Regions from separate parts of the Mus musculus genome. Here region 1 is linked to region 2. The links are chromatin contacts, called in public ChIA-PET maps. All regions are on one chromosome and are shown on one strand. Each heading gives the region's core, a stretch centred on a gene start, on an enhancer-like site or on the middle of the called end of the contact. The rest is flanking DNA. Distances are from core to core; before and after follow the strand shown.

What was found. ChIA-PET counts read pairs in DNA pulled down with a chosen protein or histone mark.
Region 1: a contact with region 2 is called in an RNA polymerase II ChIA-PET map of memory CD8 T cells, with 16 read pairs. The contact joins two enhancer-like sites. A contact is called at or near these places in 1 of 115 datasets of contacts at active chromatin or transcription factors (memory CD8 T cells) and 1 of 9 other capture datasets (adipose tissue).

What each region holds. Positions count from the first base shown.
Region 1 is chr9:96,738,478-96,741,999 of GRCm38.p6, forward strand. The region is part of intron 2 of E030011O05Rik (RIKEN cDNA E030011O05 gene); the gene reads right to left. Among named protein-coding and RNA genes, the nearest start is that of E030011O05Rik, 13 kb to the right of the region's middle. Within about 2 kb of position 1,789, at least 84 of the 459 cell types and tissues checked have an H3K27ac peak or open chromatin away from gene starts, as enhancers often do. A contact at or near this core is called in adipose tissue and memory CD8 T cells, where this site is marked.
Region 2 is chr9:96,390,272-96,393,934 of GRCm38.p6, forward strand. All of the region lies in intron 1 of Gm39409 (a long non-coding RNA gene), which reads right to left. The region is part of intron 1 of Gm40550 (a long non-coding RNA gene); the gene reads left to right. Among named protein-coding and RNA genes, the nearest start is that of Gm39409, 4.8 kb to the right of the region's middle. Within about 2 kb of position 1,885, at least 74 of the 459 cell types and tissues checked have an H3K27ac peak or open chromatin away from gene starts, as enhancers often do. A contact at or near this core is called in adipose tissue and memory CD8 T cells, where this site is marked.

The DNA.
Region 1 (3,522 bases), core at 539-3,038, 350 kb after region 2:
CCTCTCTCGTCTTCTATGTAGCTCTGGCTGTCCTAGAGATTGCTATTTAGGCCAGAGTGCCCTCAAACTCAGAGACCTGCTTGCTTTTGCCTCCTGGGTGCTAGGATTCAACTGTCCATTTATTTACTCCTAGCTAAAATCCATTTTGTATGTGACCCTAAAAGAACCCACCCCAGCTTGCTTTCGCAGTTGGGTAGACTAAGAGCTAGATTCCAAGCCCCTGCCTCCTGTATCTGTGACAGATTATTCTGATTCGTCGTCAGCAGTTTTGTAAGCCAGTGAGATGGCTCTCCAAGGGGCTTTCTTAGCAACCCTCGCCACCCTGCCTGGGGACGGGAAACGATGACCTCATTCTGTGTAGTGAGGTGGTGAATGGAAGGGGCGCCTGCGTAGTTGGAGTACTAAGAAGCCTTCAGGTCTTAAACAATGGCTTTCTACTTCCAGCCATTAGCGAGTGGGAAAGACTGATGGTAAGAATCAGACAGACAGCCTCGGGGACCACACCCTGGTGAGATGGGAAGGAGACGGTGCACCTCAACCCAACCAGACATCCTCAGATGGAACACCCTCAACTCGTGCCACCTTTCAATGGTCATTGCTATGTCAGCCTTAGCAACTACATGATCTTTGCTCTTGTTTCCCAGTGCATTTGAAGGGTGGTATGTGAAGAACAATATTTAGATGACCTTGAGTCCATGTGGGTCACTGGCATTCCCATACCAGGCCCATTTGACACTATGATCATCTGCCCCTGACCACACATACAGACAGACAAGACGATAGGCTAGTCTAGCTAAGTTTCTTCTAGAGAGAATGGAAATCAGGTAGAAAAAGAAAGGTTGGACTATAAACAAGATTTCCTTGAGTGAATAGCATGTACCTCCTGTGAGAGAACGATGCCTCCCTCGGCTCCTATGGAACTATACCATGTACCTCATGTAAGAGGAGCCTCCCTTCCTATATGTACCTCCCCTCGACAACAGATGTTCCCAGGCTTAACCTAGGAGTGCCTGGTCTTTTCTTTTGTCAGATAAATGAGTCTGTACCTCAGAATCTCAACTGTGTACCTCACTTCAGCCAAGGCAGCTCAACCAACATACCCCCAGTGACCCCATTTTCCTTGGACAGAACAGAAGCACGGTAGGCATTTGGTATATCGAAGTAGCCAAGTAGCTGTCTTTACCTGGGTCTCTGGGCTTGTCTCCTGTGGGGTCTTTGTGTCTCCCCAGGCTCCTGGGGCTTTGCCTCATGCAGTGGAATGGCTCAGTAGAGTCAATGACATTGCTATTGACTCCTAACTCAAGGATGGAACTCGTTCACTAGTTCCCTTACTACTAGGGGCATCTTCCATTTTAGGTAGTGATACTGTCTAGAACTGGAGAGCTTTGGCCCATGTGTGAAGGAATGGCCCTGGGGGTCCCTTCAAAGACCTTTTAAAAGTTCCATCACTCACTCCTCAAAGAAAAACCCGTGTTGACTGAGAAGCAGGGAAACCTACCCTTTCTGGGAGAGGAAATGGAAAATGCAAATGATGGTGGACTGACAGACCACCTCTGCCTCCAGAGAGGACCTCGTCATCTCCACAGACCCTTGGGGCCGGAGTGTGCTTCAGAGAATTGTAAGGCAGGAAGATGGTTTAGAAAATACCATCTGCACTGTCTCAAGTTCAAAGATAGTAAGTACCGCACGCCTAGCAACCCTGGCAGCGGGAGAGAAACACACTCCTTACACTGCAAAGCTCTGCTCTCAGTGATTTCATAGACTGACTCCTTTTAGACCAAATTCCAGACTGTCGCTTGCTTATGAAGCTGCTGCAGATTACACAAAAATGGTCAGATGCCAGACGATGAGCGCTTGTAATGTGTTTCTCGGTTCCTCCCCAAAGCAAGTACGCTTACATCTTTAAAAGGCGCAACTAAAAATAATTTTAAACAAAATCGTAAGTATAGCTTCAAAAGTCCCTAGGTCCAAGTGCCTCTGATACGTGGGTAGTAGCAGACGACCGGGCTTAACTGCTGTAAGTCAAGCAGTCTAAATTTAGTTCGCTGAAGTCACCTTTCTGCTATTTGGTTTGCAAAGAAAAACATCTCATGAGTTAGCATGAACCGCTAAAAATAAGCTGCGAGTTTCATTTTCTGTTGTTCACCATGGCTTCGAAACCAATCGCGGTACAAACCTGACAAAAAGTTATCAGCAACCCAAACTGCCTCTGTCCCTGCCCTGATGACCAACTCACCACCAGGCCTGAAAAAGCTCACACTTTTGTTCTTCTCATGGCCTTGAAATGAAACACACACACACACACACACACACACACACGCACACACATGCACACACACGCGTGCGCGCGCACAAAGACATGGCAAGAAACTAGTTACTGAGGCTAGAAATGGGATGGGGACAGTGGCTTGTATGTGGATGTATCACTTCCGCACAGGATGTCACATACACTTCAGCCCAGCTTGGCCTGAATCTTAAGGGATGCCAGAGACCCTTCTGCAGGACCAGGGAATAAATAAGCCGTGAGTTCCATGATGACAGGTTCTGAGGTGTTGAGTTCAGAGTCCCCTTTGACCTAAATGCCCACATTCTTATGCAATTCCATACTGCAGACCCAGGCAACTCACAGCAAGTTCAGTTTCAAAACCATCTTTTCAGGGCCAAGTCGGGCAAGAAGGTGTTTACCGCAGTTCCTGTGCTTCAAAGGGAAGGCAGCCATCTCGCTGTGGAGCATTCCGCCCTGCTCTTTGCCCAGCCAGCAGCGCTGTGAGAAGCACGCTCTCAGCTAAATGAGATTGAAAGGGAGCGAAGAAGGGTTAATCTCCCTCCATTAGGGAGGGGCCCCTTGCTAGAGGTGAAGAGAATGATCTGCATGAAGTGCAGACCAGACAGAGCACTGGAAACGGAATCACAGAGCAAGGCGAGAAGGATGGTTGGCCCGATTTTCACTGGGTGACTATTTCCTAGCTCTCGGGGTCTTTACCTAGCTTTGACGTTACAGCCTCAGGGAGGAGGAAGAGGGTACGTTCACATTGACTGTAGGAATATCTGAGCTGTCATCCCATAGAGCTGGGATGTCTGGGAGCAGAGGGTGTGGCCACAGCTGCCTGGACATGGAACAGGCCAACCCCACATTAGACACCGACTGGCCAAGTTAGCAATAGGAGAGTTGCTTCTCTGGGATGGGGAATGTCCCCTGCTTCTTTTTTTCATTTTGTAAAACCTTTTAAAAATGTTTATTATTCAAATTTTTTATTATTATTTGTGTGTATGTGCGTGCATGAGCGTACACATATGTGTGTGTATGTGCGCGCGCGTGCGCCCCACCCCCCACAGACACAGACACATATATGCACACACATGACCCAAGAGCTCAGAAGCATGGTGAATCCCTTGAAGCTGAACTTACAGTTGTAAGCTGTCTGATACAGGTGCTGGGACTCAGCTCGAGTCCTCTGCAAGAACAATGCATGCCCCTAAGCACCGAGCTATCTCTCCAGACCCTGTTTTATTTTAAATTAT
Region 2 (3,663 bases), core at 635-3,134:
CGCAAAGCTTGGTCTGGTGCTGTTGGAGTAGGTTTAGGGAGTGGGGCCTTGCAGGAAGATGCATCACTGGGGTGTAGGCTTTGAGGGTTCAAAGCCCCACATCATTCCTGGTTCACCCTCTGCTTCATGCTTTGGATCAGAATGTGAGCCCTCAGCTTCCAGTCCTGTCTACCATGTCTGCTGCCTATGGTCATGATGTCCCTGCCATTGTAGATCCCAACCTTATGGAACCAGAGCCTGAGTAAAATCTTTTTTCTTTTTAATAAGTGGCCTTGGTGTTTTGTCACAGTCACCATTAGAAAAGTCACTGATATAATCAGGTTGGCCCAGAACTCACTACGTCGTAGCCCATGGCAGTCTTGGGCTTGCAATCCGTCCAACTCCTCAATTTTCTAAGTGATGAATGGGATCACAGAAGTGTGCCACCGCACCCAGATGAAGTTTATTGTTTGAAGGTGAAAGGATAGCACCCAGCCCAAGGGGCTGTACCTGCAGGAGAGGGCAGAGACCTATTTAGGACTTTGGCCAGGTGGTGGTGGCACATACCTTTAATCCCAGCACTCAGGAGGCAGAGGCAAGTAGATCTCCGTGAGGTCGAGGCCAAACTGGTCTGCATAGTGAGTTCCAGGACAGCCAGGGCTATGGAGTAAAACTCTGTTTTGAAAAACAAACAAGGGCTGAAGAGACGGCTCAGTGGTTAAGAGCACTGACTGCTCTTCCAAAGGTCCTGAGTTCAATTCCCAGCAACCACATGGTGGTTCACAACCATCTGTAAAGGGATCTGATGCCCTCTTCTGGTGTGTCTCGAAACAGCTACAATGTACTTATATAAATAAAATAAATCTTTAAAAGAAGAACTGAGCAGTGGTGGCACATGCCTTTAATCCCAGCACTTGGGAGGCAGAGGCAGGTGGATTTCTGAGTTCGAGTCCAGCCTGGTCTACAGAGTGAGTTCCAGGAAAGCTAGGGCTATACAGAGAAACGCTGTCTCGAAAAACATGAAGAAGAAGAAGAAGAAGAAGAAGAAGAAGAAGAAGAAGAAGAAGAAGAAGAAGAAGAAGAAGAAGAAGAAGAAGAAGAAAAGAAGAAATAAAACTTTGAATAGTGGCTCAAGGCTGGATGAGGTGGGCTCTTGAACTTCAGGCTAAACAGTAAAATGGGACTTTGTAAATAAGAACTACTGCTTTCTCAGAAAAGGAGGAGGAGGAAGCGATTAATGCCAGCTTCTTATTCCTCTTTTTTTTTTCCCCTTTTGAGGCACACACACTCCAGGATAGCCTCAAAAACAAACAAAAACAAATAAACAAAAACACAACCAAACAACCAAAAAGCAAAAAACAAATCAAACCAACAAAAGCCCCCACTATGTAGCGAAGGATGAGAAACTGCTCCCTCCTCCTCCATATCCAATTATGGGGTTATGGGCATATAATAAGTGTTTGACTTGCTTTGCTTTTTGAGACAGTCTTGCTCTGTACGCCAGGCTGTCCAGGACTTCACTTCGTTAATCCTCCTGCCTCTACCTCCCTGCCAAGTTCTTAAATTTAAGTTCAAATTAAGTAAGTGCCCAGGCTCCGGAAACCTGTCTTCTTATGTTCTAAGTCAGTGATGATGAATATACCAGGATTATACTGAAATAATATTGAACCATAAAAGCCACAGAAAAGCAGTTTGCTTCTATCTGCGTTAGACTCACAAGCCCAATGATACCCAGAGCCACTGGAGGCTGTGGCTTCTTCTTAGTTGAGCAACTGGGTACTATTTGGGACAAATCACTGGTCACACAAGTTCCATCATAAGATGAGAAAGAAGAGGAAGCAGTGTTTAGTGTCCTTTTGGTTTAGTTTTTAATAACAGGACAGGGTAGGCATTGTGCAAGAACACAGGATATGACATCAAGGAGACCTCTCTGAGCCAGCCCCTGCCAACCTCTCAGAACTATGTGACCTAAGGAGGACCTACCCACTCAAATCAAACCAAACCAACCCACAGCAACACATCTCTCTGTCATCTATAAATAAGAACACCTTCCTGACATGGTTTGAAGGGAATTTACATGGAGGTGCTATGAAGTACCACAGAATGTTAAGACACTTCATGTTCAGAAGATGCCAAGAATTCTTTAGACTCCATTCTCACTTCTTTTTTAAGTGGGAGATGCTGAGCAATCCTACCCTGCCCTTCTGTTTGTCAGATCTCTCAGCATACTAGACTTGATGGATAACGGAAACACTTAAATCATCACGAAGGGTCAAATACCCCGATTGGCAACCTAGTAACTCACTTATAAGAGATTTTAATTTTTAAAATATCTTTGTATTAATTCTTTGAAAATCTCATGCAATATATTTTTAAAGATTTATTTTATGTATATTGTATATGAGTGCTCTATCTCTGTGTATAACCTACATCCAAGAAGAAGGCATCAGATCCCATGACAGATGGTTGGGAGCCACGATGTGGTTGCTGGGAATTGAACTCAGGACCTCTAAAAGAGCAGCCAGTGCTCTTAACATGTGAGCCATCTCTCCAGCCCCCAATACAATATCATATCATAATAATCATATTTATTCATCTCCATTCCTCACCCTAACTCTTCCCAGTTCTACCCCACCTCCACTCCCAACGCCATGTCCCCATTTTTGTTTGCTTTGTTTTCTCTCTTTTTTTTTTCTAAACAACCCACGGTGTTCTATTTGTGCTGCCCATATACTCCTGGATGTGTGGCTACCCACTGGAGCATAATCAACCTATGGGGGTCACACTCTTAAAGAAAACAGACTTTCCCTCTCCCAGAAGCCATCAACCGTCCATAGCTCCTCAGTGTGGGTGGTGCCACTTGTGAACCATTTTCCACTCCACGCTAGAATCTCTCCACTGGCTTGATCTAGCATAGGCAACAAGGCTGCCATGGTCCAAGACTGCAGCAGTCCTGCTTGTTCAGAAGATACCGTTTCATCTGGTCCTTCCTGACCTCTAATTCTAACAGTCTCCTTCCTCAGTGCTGGCATGTGTGTGATACAGATGTCCCAATTGAGACTGAACTCAAGTCCGCTGACTCACTCTTTCCACTCTGACCACTTAGGAGTTCCCTTGCTAACCTTCCTGTACTGTACAAAGCAACGCCTCAGATGAGGTCTGAGTGCTGCCCTAGTCCACGAACAGAGAAAGATGAAATTATACTATGTCCATATAGTAGAAAATAGTGTGTGCTTCTTCCTGTAGTCAGGACTTACATCCAACCAGAAAGTGGTTGGATGCCCCCTGTAATATTTGTGCCACTGTGTGCCTATGGGCACATCTTACTGCACTGTCATTATTGTAATTCATAGAGTTCACAGCTAGGTAAGACTTGATGTCTTTCCCTCACAATGGCCTACACAGAATCTCCCAGTACAGCGAGCAGGGAAGGAGCTTCCTGGTCCATACCAACTTGATTTCTCCATATCCTGTGAGCAATGTGTCTGATGTCTCCAGCAATAACACCTTACTATCAAGTTGTTTTAGGCAGCCAGGAGCAATGGCGATAGCCTGTACTGTTCTGGGGGTGTCCAAAATGCCTCTGATCAACAACTCAGAAAGATACTGGGCTTTTTATTTAGCAACTAAAGACTGCTGGGAGGAACATAGCTCACCCTGTGTAGTTTAACTCCAATCAAACTC